Linked DNA regions of Mus musculus: region 2 is linked to region 1. The links are chromatin contacts, called in public HiChIP or PLAC-seq maps. All regions are on one chromosome and are shown on one strand. The core of a region is the stretch at or near the end of the contact, and the rest is flanking DNA. Distances in the headings are between cores, read along the strand shown. Region 1 holds the start of Dus1l (dihydrouridine synthase 1-like (S. cerevisiae)). Region 2 overlaps Ccdc57 (coiled-coil domain containing 57).

Region 1 (5,567 bases), core at 2,003-4,502:
TGTCTCCTTGTCTTTTCTTTCTTTGTTTGCTTTTGTTTTCTTTCTTCCCTTCTTCTTAGTTTTTTGGTTTCAGAGATTTATAAACAAGGGAAACTGAGACTATTGATCTCGCAGATCTATAAAGACAGAGATATTTTTGGCTGGGCAGTGGTGGCCCACACTCTTTTTTTTTTTTTTTTTTTTTTTTTAATGTACGTACACTGTAGCTGTCCTCAGACACTCCAGAAGAGGGAGTCAGATCTCGTTACAGATGGTTGTGAGCCACCATGTGGTTGCTGGGATTTGAACTCCTGACCTTCGGAAGAGCAGTCGGGTGCCCTTACCCACTGAGCCATCTCACCAGCCCGGCCCATGCTTTTAATCCCAGCATTTGGGAGGCAGAGGCAGGTGGGTTTCTGAGTTTGAGCCAGCCTGGTCTACAGACTGAGTTCCAGGACAGCCAGGGCAACACAGAGAAACCCTGTCCTGTCTCAAAAAAAAACAAGGAGGAGGAGGAAGAAGAAGAAGAAGAAGAAGAAGAAGAAGAAGAAGAAGAAGAAGAAGAAGAAGAAGAAGAAGAAGAAGAAGAAGAGGAGGAGGAGGAGGAGGAGGAGGAGGAGGAGGAGGAGGAGGAGGAGGAGGAGGAGGAGGAGGAGGAGGAGGAGGAGGAGGGAAGGGGGAAGGAGAAGGAGAAGGAGAAGGAGAAGGAGAAGGAGAAGGAGAAGGAGAAGGAGAAGGAGAAGGAGAAGGAGAAGGAGAAGAAGAAGAAGAAGAAGAAGAAGAAGAAGAAGAAGAAGAAGAAGAAGAAGAAGAAGAAGAAGAAACTTTAGCTCAAGGGGCAATTGTACCAGGTAGAAGCTCAGATCTATAGACAAGATCAAGAGTGCCAGAACTGCTATCCTTGGGGTTCAAGAATCACCGCACAAACCATGTGAACACTGACTTCAGTTAAGCAAGAATAGTTTATTGAATGCACACCCAGAAACTGGTCAGAGCAAGGACATAGCTCAGAATTATCTGAACAATGACAATGGGCATATTTTTCTGTCATCTTATAAGGGGAAAAAAAAAACCACAGTGAATTCACACACAGGTGCAGGAAGTTCTTACTTAAGATATTTTAGACATAGCAATTCCTATTGACCTTTGATTTGATAGGTCTTACACAAAGCTTCGTGGAATTCTTAAGATTAGCAAACCACATACAGAACATTCAGAACAAAGCAGGATATGTGGTCAGCATGTTCTCCGTCTACGCCAAGTCACTTCTCTGTGTCAATGACTGAGAGGCATGTTACAGCAACAATATGAAATAGCTGGCAGACATGGGACAGACTGGCTACAGCTGTCCTGAGGTGTCAGACCATAACACTGTAAGTGGATAAATGTAAGGGGCATACTTTTTTTGTGTGTGTGTTGCTTTTTTGAGACAGGGTTTCTTTGTGTACCCCAGACTGTCCTGGAACTCACTCTGTAAACCAGGCTGTCCGTGAACTCAGAGATCCGCCTGCCAGGGACCTGGAGGGATTCAAGGTGTGCACCATCATGTCATGTCCGGCTGTGGGTCATGTCCGCTTGTGGCTGTGCAGTTTCTTCTTTCATTTTCTTTGTTTTTTTAAAAAATTAATTAGTTTATATATATATATATATATATATGTATGAATATATATATATACATATATATATATATGGTGGGTCTTTTGGTTGGTTGGTTGGTTTTTGGTTTTTTGAGACAGGGTTTCTCTGTATAGCCTTGGCTGTCCTGGAGCTCACTCTGTAGACTAGGCTGGCCTCGAACTCAGAGTTCTGCCTCCCTAGTGCTGGGATTAAAGGCGTGCACCACCATGCCCGGCTTGTATATGGTGTTTTATCGGTATGTATGTCTGCACACAAGAGGGCATTGGGAGCCTGTCTCGAAACCCCCCCCCCCCAAAAAAAAGAAGAGGGCATTGGAAACCATAAGACTATAGTTACAGACAGTTGTAAGCTGCCTTGTGGGTGTTGGGAACTGACCTCAGGACCTCTGGAAGAGCAACTAGTACTCTTAACCTCAGAGCCATCTCTCCTGCCCCTCTTATTTACTTTATTTATTTTTTATTTTATTTTTCGAGATAAGGTTTCTTTGTGTAGCCCTGGCTATCCTGAATTAGCTCTGATCTAAATCAGGCTGGCCTCCAACTCACAGAGCTGCTCCTGCCTCTGCCTCCTGAGTGCTGGGATCAAAGGTGTGGTGTCACCACCCAGCTTCCTGTCATTTCCTTACAAGGCAGAAAATTAAAGTATCATAAATGGCTTGAGTAATGCATATATATTACATTATATCATTATACCGTTATACATGTATCATTATACATACATATATCATTATAAAGTATGTATCAGCAATTGTTCCAAGGCTGGAGAGCAGGACTCAATGGTTTGTGGAGTTGGAAGTCTGACCACAGAGGGAAAGGCTGGAAGCATGTGAGTTGCACGATACAAACTCTGGATTCTGAAAACTCGAGGTGCATGGAAGCAGTGTAGAAGGATTAAAGAGTGGTCAAACAACTCAGACATGGCGGTTCAGGCCTTGAATTCTGTGTTGGGAGGCAGAGTCTGGTAGATCTCTCTCAGTGAAATACATCACTACTATTAAAACAGTAACAGTTTACGGCCATAGTTTGGTTTCCTGTTTAAAATACCCTGACAAAAAGAACTTAGGAGAGAACTTTTTTTATTTTTGTTTTTGAGAGCTGGGGAGGGTTTCTCTGTATAGCCCTGGCTGTCCTGGAACTCACTCTGTAGACCGGGCTGGCCTCGAACTCAGAAATCTGCCAGGCCTCTGCCTCCTAAGTGCTGGGATTAAAGGCATGAGCCACCACTGCCCGGCCCCATATCTCTTTATGCATGTTCCTTCCCTCTAGCAAGCGACTCATTACTCGACAAAGGCCTGGCCTGCTGTAGCCTTTTCTACCCAGGATCTGAAGTAATAATTCTTTATCTCGTTTCCTATTGTGGTGGTGTACTAAATTTACGTCTTGTGTCTGCAGAACCAAGGGCTGCTCCTGGATTGCGGAGGTGGGTTGGGGGATAGAGGTGGGAGGAAAGGCCTCCGAGTGCCAATTGTCTGGAAGGGACAGCGTGACCCCGGGCATGCGCAGTCTGTTCTTGCTCAACTCTCTCGTTTCCACAAGGCCGGTCCCTTCAGCGCTGAGCTGCAGTTTCCGAGGACTTTATTTTTTGCTGCACCGCAGACGGTGCGGAGCGCCTGGCAGTACGCTTCCGGCTCCGGCACTTCCGGCGGCGTTGCGCTGAGTCTGAGCCACGGCGCTTGGCGGCTCCCGCCGCCTTCGTGCGGGTCCTGCTGGCGGCGCCGCGGGTCAGGCAGAGGCTACGGGGCCTTGTGTGCCCCTTTCTTTGGAGCGTGCCCGCAGTCACAGACCTTCATCGAGCCCTGGCCAACTCCGACGGTGCGGGAAGTAGTCCTAGTTCAAGCCCCGTGGACGTCCGGTGGCGGTCTCGGGCCCCAGCCAGCCCAGGGGTTAGGTAGGGGCAGCTCAGGGGGCTCTGGGCCCGACCAGGAAAGGAGCCGTGGAGGCTGACGTGCTCGCTACTCTCCCAACCCAAGATCCGAGGCGGCGTCAGGCCTCGTGCAGCCGGGTGGTCTCAGCTGTGCAGGTCCCACAGACCTGTTCATCCTCCACACCCGCTGCACCAGGCTGGCGTTTAAGGGGAGAAGGTCCAGAGAGGGTGAGTGGTATGTCAGGGTCACTGCCAGAAAGGTGGAGGGAGGGCACCTCAACCCTGTGCCTACGGATACCTCTCTTGTTTTCACCGTGTTCTTGGGAGAGCCGACAGCAAAAGCTGACGAGAGCGGTCAGCTCCTGGAGTTGAACTTCGTACCCTCCTGGGGTATGATGGTATACCATGGCTGAAATGAGCGCTTGTTCCTCTTCTGCCCTTAGTGTGGAGAGGATGCCCAAACTGCAGGGTTTTGAGTTTTGGAGCCGCACCTTGGGGGGTGCCCGACATGTGGTGGCACCCATGGTGGACCAGAGTGAGCTAGCTTGGAGACTTCTGAGCCGCCGCCATGGAGCCCAGCTATGCTACACCCCTATGCTACATGCCCAGGTCTTCGTTAGAGATGCTAACTACCGCAAAGAGAACTTGTATTGTGATGTGTGCCCCGAGGACAGGCCTCTCATTGTGCAGGTGAGCTGAGGGACTGGGTAGCACCTAAGCTCCAGACCCTGTATATAAGGACAGCATTCCCAAGCTGTCCCTGTCATATACATATAACCCAGGAGAAGGGTCGGGGTCCCTGAAGTCCTGCATGACACATGCTGCTGAGTGGGCATCCCCAGAACTGGGAACTAGCCAGAGTCCCGGTGAAGGGGCAGCTTGGAGGACGTGAGGAGTGTAGCACCAGTGTCACCTTGATCCTTCTCCGTCTCAGTACCCTCCTGTCGAGAACCAACAGTTCTTTACAAGTCTGTGCCAGTGGCTTCTGTTACATGTCATTATAGCTCATATTCCTAGTGGTTGTCATATTGTCAATGTCGGTGGAAAGACCATAGCTCACTGAGTCACCATGGGATTCCTCACAGGGCTGGGTGGCCTAGGCAGGGAGAGTCCTAGGCCTGGGCTGACCGAGGGTGGCATTCGTGTCTTCTTCAGTTCTGTGCCAATGACCCAGAGGTGTTTGTCCAGGCGGCTCTCCTAGCACAAGATTACTGTGATGCCATTGACCTGAACTTGGGCTGCCCACAGATGATAGCCAAGAGAGGTGAGGTCATTGCTCCAGTCCTGTGTTGACACCTGTCCAGGCCAATACTAGGCCCACTAGGCCTCCAAATAAGGGGTCCAGGCCTGTTCCAGTGGAGCCTGGGTATTGGTGCACATGGGGAGAGTTAATCCCTGCCTCTGACTGTGGTGGCACCTGTAGCCAGCAAGCAGCCCTTTTTCTGAACTTAACATCCTGAAGAGTCCTCAGGTGTTTGACTGGGGACCAGACTCTGCTGGCCACATAGGTATCCTTCTGATAACTGTGACCAGCTGGTGTGGGTCCCTGGCTCTAATCCCACAATTCAGGCTCACTGGGCCCCCAAGCACCCATTATGATCTTAGGCTGTGTGGCCCACTTTGGAGTTTTGACAGCAGGCAGAGCTCCAAAGTCAGGGCTAAGAAAGCTGGTTGGTTTCCCTTTCCCTCTGCTCTCCCCAGAGCCTCTGCTGACCTTGGGGAGGCCATGTAGAAGCTGGTGCTCATACACATGGCGTAGCTGTGGAGTCCACTGTGTTCTGAGGAGCTGGCCTAGTAGGGAGTTGATAGCAGCGTGGGTGCAATGGGGGCCACTCTCATCCTCTGCAGGTCACTATGGTGCTTTTCTGCAGGAGGAGTGGGACCTTCTTCAAAGAATGAGTGAGTTGGCTATATACCACTGTGTCAGTGAGTGAGTCGCCCCAGAGACAGTCTGACAGGGCTCATAAGCACAGCTACTTGACTGGGGCTCAAGAGGACACCGATGATCCCACTGGGGGCTCTTGGCCATAGCACTTTACTTCCTGGAAGGAGGTGACTATAGAGTCCCCTGGTGTATACCAACTATC
Region 2 (5,567 bases), core at 1,970-4,469, 56 kb before region 1:
GATCCTACCCCCATACACACCCTGACTCCTACCCACACACACACCCTGACTCCTACCACATACACACACACACCCTGACTCCTACACCCACACACACACACCCTGACTCCTATACCCCCACACACACACCCTGATCTTACCCCACACACACACACACCCTGACTCCTACCCCCCCACACACACACCCTGACTCCTACCACATACACACACACACCCTGACTCCTGTGCCCACACACACACCCTGATTCCTACTCCACACACACACACAGCCTGACTCCTACCCTCCTCCACACACACACCCTGATCCTACCCACACACACACACACCTGACTCCTACACCCACACCCACACCCTAACTCCTACCCCATACACACACACACACACACACACCCTGACTCCTACATCCCCCCACACACACCCTGATCTTACCCCCCACACACACACCCTGACTCCTACCCCATACACACACACCCTGACTCCTATACCTACACACACACACACACACACACACACACACACACCCTGACTCCTATACCCCCACACACACCCTGATCTTACCCCCCCACACACACACCCTGATCTTACCCCCCCCCACACACACACACTCTGACTCCTACACTCATACACACACCCTGATCCTATCCCTCCACACACAGCCTGACTCCTACCCCCCTCCACACACACACCATAATCCTATGCCCCCACACACACACCCTGACTCCTACACCCCACACACACACCCTGACTCCTACATCCCCCCCACATACACCCTGATCTTACCGCACACACACACACCCTAACTCCTACCCCATACACACACACACCCACACACCCTGACTCCTACACCCCCCCACACACACCCTGATCTTACCACACACACACACACCCTGACTCCTGTACCCCTCCACACACACAGCCTGACTCCTACCCCCCTCCACACACACACCCTGATCCTACCCACACACACACACACCGACTCCTACCCTCCCCATACACACCCTGACTCCTACCCTCCCCCATACACACCCTGACTCCTACCACATGCACACACCCTGACTTCTACCTACCCCACACACACCCTGACTCCTACCTCCCCAACCCCCCGCAGACCCTGATTCCTACCATATACACACACACCCTGACTCCTACCTTCCCTGCAATACACACACAGACCCTGACTCCTACCCCATACATACACCTACCCACCTGTAAGGCAGGCTTCCTCTCTCACCTTCATTCTTGCAAAAGCCTCAAGTCTCTCTGAACAGAGCTGGCCCAAGGCCTGGGCCCATCCTTCTGCTTCCTGTGTTACTGGGCAGCCCAGGGGCCCATCACCCACCTCAGACACCAGTAGTCTTTCCCACTCTACTCCCTCACACACCTAAGGGCATCCCTCGCCCCACTCCATCTCCCTAGCACCTGCCTTCTCCCCTCAGCAGAACCCTCCCCAGGCCAGCGCAGCAGGTCAAACCCCTCTGAGCTTTCAGCTCGCCCCAGGCCTTTCTCTTTCTATTTATCTCCGTCCCTTCTATCTCTTCAGGAATGGCCCTAAGGGTGGGGACACTTGAGGCTTTGTCTTGGTTAATGAATTCCTAATACCAAGCAACTAGTGTTCAGGATAAAGGATTGGTGGAGACCAAAGACTAGTGTGGGGGTACAGGAGGACAGAAAGAATTTTAGGAAGTAAAACTGATTACTGAGAGGGTCACTGCAAAGCTTGGGGCTAGACCACAGCTCAGTGGTGGAGCCCTAGCATCATATCCAGGAAGTTCCCAATTCATCCCCCCCCCCCCCCACACACACACACACCACCACCACCACCACCGCCGCGCGAGTGCACACACACACACAAGCCACAGCTAACACTTGCCCCTGATAGTGGTGCCCATTGACAATCCCAGCACCCTGGAGTCTGGGGCAGGCAAATTACTGTTCAGGGAAAGAAAAAGAAAAAAAAAGGCTTTAGAAATACTTCCTGCATGAGAGTATGAAGTCTGATCAGGGTGAGTGGTTTTCTCCAGTGAAGAGGCCTTTAGTGTAACCCTAACTGAAATATGGACAGACTTTCTCTTGAAGCCAAACAAGTGGATTTTCAAGTTCCACAGCAATGAAATGCCTGGGAGGAGACATCAGCCTGCTGCAGCCTTCCACACATTAAGCATTGAGACACATGATGCAAGGCTGGGCCTAGCTGAGTGACAAGAGACATACCTCCATGTGCCAGCAGACACACATGCACACAAGCATCCATGCACACACAGCACACACGCACATGCGCGCGTGCACACACTGGAGATAGAAGACACTAATAAAAAATAGCCAGAGCAGAACTTGTTTCCAGCTCCGAGGCAGAGTTCTTCTCCAGTCTGGGCAGCACAGTGGGGCACTCTCTTAAAGAGTAGTTCATTGGCAGAGGCTTGCCAGCCATTTCAAAGGCCCTGGGTTACCCTCAGCACCAAAAGCAATCATAAGGATCAAACTGGAAGGGTTCCTGATGCCTCCCAACGCAGGCCAGTCGTCTCTTAAACAGCTCTTCCCCTTGTTCATCTGAGGAGACACATCTCTGAAGCTCACAGGTCCCAGCCAGGGGAAGACCCCCTCATCCAGAAGCAACTGTCTCTAAAGCTCAGTTTCCAGACAGCCCTCATCTCCCTTCTTGGAGTGCAGCTATAGGTGCCCCTGAATGTCTTTTCCAGGAATTAGCATTGTCCCGCCTCCCTGTTGTCTGTCCCAGGAATGCAAGTGGCCAGATATATCAGAGAACCGACCGCCTCCCTGGAAGAAAGGGGCTCCCGTGGCAGCCTGGTTGCCTCTGGCCTCCCTCAGATGGAAACAACCTGTGCAGGCGGCAGCTGGAACACCAACCTCCCCACAGCTGACTCCAGTCCGCCCACTGCCTGGTTAGTTGCCTTCCACCTACCCAGCTGCCAGGGGCAGGTGCACCGTGCCTTTAAACACACTTTTGCCCCTTTCCTTCCAATAGCCCTAAGCAGCTTGCTTTTTTATTGTATCTGAAGATCTTTTCAGAGTATGTGTGGGCTGGTAGATCTTTGGGGTCATCCACAGCGTGACCATGCTCATCTTGTCTCAGGGTCTCATGTGTGTCATCGTCCATATTAGATGTGGTGCTGCAATGTGTGTCCCTATCCTTGTGGGAGCCATGGTTGGACAATTATCTAGAAGGGAAATAGCTGGGTCAAAGGTGTAGGTAGTTTGAAGTGTTACCAAACTGTTCTAAAAAAAATCCGGCCCTGTGCCAGCAGCTGCCTGCCGGCAAGCAGCTCTCTGCTCCAGTGCCCAGACCTTTCCCCAGTCTGATAAATGACAATGATACTTCATTGTTGGTCTTAATTTACAGGTTGGTTTTTTTGGGAGGAGGATGGGGTTTTTGTTTTGTTTTGCTTTGCTTTGCTTTTTGAAACAGGGTTTCCTGTAGCTCTGTCTCGTTTCAAACTCTATGTAGCTTAAAATGACTTTGAGCTTTTGATCCTCCTGCCTCAGCACCTTAATTCTCAGTCACTAGTTTTGTTGCTGTTGTTCACCTGGCTGCTTTGTTGATGTTTGTTTTTGTGTGGCAGGGTGTGACTGAATAGCACCGACCTTCCTGGAACCACGCTTTGTGTAGTCTAGGCTGGAATTGACTAAAATCCCCCTGCCTCTGCCTGCAGAGTGCTGAGATTAAAAAGTGTGTGCCACCACACCTAGCCCATTAACCTGCAGTTTTGAAGCTGTAGACAGTTCCTGGTTGGCTTTAATGTGAACTTGTGACCTTTTCACAGAGGACAATTGAAACTGAGGACTTAGGGTAACAGGCTCACTGGGGAGGATAAAGGAGTACTAGGAAAGGGACAGGTCCTGGGAGACCAGAGGCAGGGCAGAAGGTCCATGCCCACAGGGATCAGGGATGGGGTTCTAGGTGGGACTGTCCTGAGCAGCCAGTATCTGGAAGGTACCCTTCAGTGCTAGGTCAGCTCTTGGTTTGAAGTATACAAGATGAAGTCCCAGGTACAGTGATCCCATTTTCAAGTAGAAACCAGGCCAGATCATGGCCAGCTGGGTGAAAAAAGGGTTTAGGAGGAGGGCTAAAGTTGTCCATGGGACAAAGGGTCATGGGCGTGGAAACTCCTAAGGAATGTGGCTACTGGTTGGAACTAGCCCAGCCCCTCCCTGCTCAGTACTAGGCTCCAAACTTTTGTCAACTTCTTGCACCAAACTGAAGGCTACACAGTACAGTGCAATGTTTGAGTTAGGTTTTTTGTTTGGTTGGTTTTTTAGTGTTGTGGGCTGTTTTTAGTGCATCCTTATGGCACAAGACTCTAATTCCAGCTCGTGGTAGGCAGAGAAAAGAGGAGCATCATGAATTACAGACCAGCCTGGGTCATTTCTTAAGTCCTGCTTACATAGCCCACCCGCTGTGGAGATTCTGACTGTAACAGTGACCACACTGTGTACTACCAGGCTTCTCTAATCTGGAGATCCAGAGGAAAAAGGAAAAAGAACAGCTCACCCTTGTCTGATGGCCTGACAGTAGAGCCTCCCTGTCCTAGACTCAGCTTGAATGGCCAGCCCTTTACCTCAGGCCTCACCAGGAGAACACTCGTACAGGGGAGGGGTGGGAGGACAGGCAGGAAGTGGCTAATGGGCTAGGCCTGGACACACCTACTCTGGCTCCTCCCTGGCTCTGTAGATCTAATGAGCTTCTGTTTCTAGGGAAGCTAGAAAATGATTTTTTTTTTCTTCAAAATGTTCACTTTGAGAACAAAAACCAAACTGTTTGTTGATTGAAACAGGGTTTCCCTGTGTAACCCTGACTATCTGTCCTGGAACTCACTCTGTAGACCAGGCTGGCCTGGAACTCAAATCCACTTACCTCTGCCTTCCTAGTGCTGGGATCAAAGGCATGCACTGCCACTCCCTGGCTACAAAACAATTCTTGTAAGGACTGGAGGACATACCTTTGTGGGTAAAAGTGCTTGCAGCTCAAGGCTAAGGACTGGAGTTCAGATCCCAGCACCCACATAGGCCGAGTGTGGCAACATGCACCTGTCATGGTGGATTTGGGGGATGCTGGCAAGTTTAGCTGAGACAGCATGTTCCAGATTCTGTGAGAGACCTTAACATTAGGAAACAGCCCGCTATGATGGTGCATGCCTTCAATCTCAGCACTAGGGATGCAGGGTGGGTAGAGCTGTCTATGGTTCAAGGCCAGACACAATAGAGTAACCATGTATCAAAAGATGAAGGTGCTGTAATCCCAGCACTCGGGACACAGGTAGATTTCTGAAGCAGAAACTTGTCAATTGGATGGTGTTTTGTTGGGACACACATGAAGGAACGTTTAGCTGAAGTGGACACAGGTGAAAGACTAAGGAATGTTTGGCTGAAGCAGGCATAGATAAAAAGGTGTTTTGTTAAAGCAAGCACATGAAAGGACGTGTGGTGAAAGATTTTTTTTATTAAGGACACACATGTATTGGTCTGTCTTATATTGTGTAGTTGAGCTGTATTTATCGGGACTCAATAGAAAGAAATACAGCAAAAAACAAAAACAAAAAAACTTCTGGTGG

What was found. HiChIP or PLAC-seq counts read pairs in DNA pulled down with a chosen protein or histone mark.
Region 2: a contact with region 1 is called in an H3K27ac HiChIP or PLAC-seq map of embryonic stem cells, with 21 read pairs. The contact joins the enhancer-like site here to the promoter of Dus1l in region 1. A contact is called at or near these places in 4 of 39 promoter capture datasets (embryonic stem cells, liver and macrophages), 1 of 15 datasets of contacts at CTCF or cohesin (the NIH/3T3 cell line), 1 of 484 Hi-C or Micro-C datasets (embryonic stem cells), 6 of 115 datasets of contacts at active chromatin or transcription factors (effector CD8 T cells and embryonic stem cells) and 3 of 9 other capture datasets (adipose tissue, liver and pancreatic islet).

What each region holds. Positions count from the first base shown.
Region 1 is chr11:120,794,080-120,799,646 of GRCm38.p6, reverse strand. Dus1l (dihydrouridine synthase 1-like (S. cerevisiae)) reads left to right here and starts at 3,252. Exons shown (of 14, transcript NM_026824.4): 1 at 3,252-3,504; 2 at 3,924-4,170; 3 at 4,636-4,744; 4 at 5,329-5,379. The coding sequence starts at 3,934.
Region 2 is chr11:120,849,888-120,855,454 of GRCm38.p6, reverse strand. The region is part of intron 18 of Ccdc57 (coiled-coil domain containing 57); the gene reads left to right. Among named protein-coding and RNA genes, the nearest start is that of Fasn, 28 kb to the right of the region's middle. Within about 2 kb of position 3,219, at least 99 of the 459 cell types and tissues checked have an H3K27ac peak or open chromatin away from gene starts, as enhancers often do. A contact at or near this core is called in the NIH/3T3 cell line, adipose tissue, embryonic stem cells and 1 more, where this site is marked.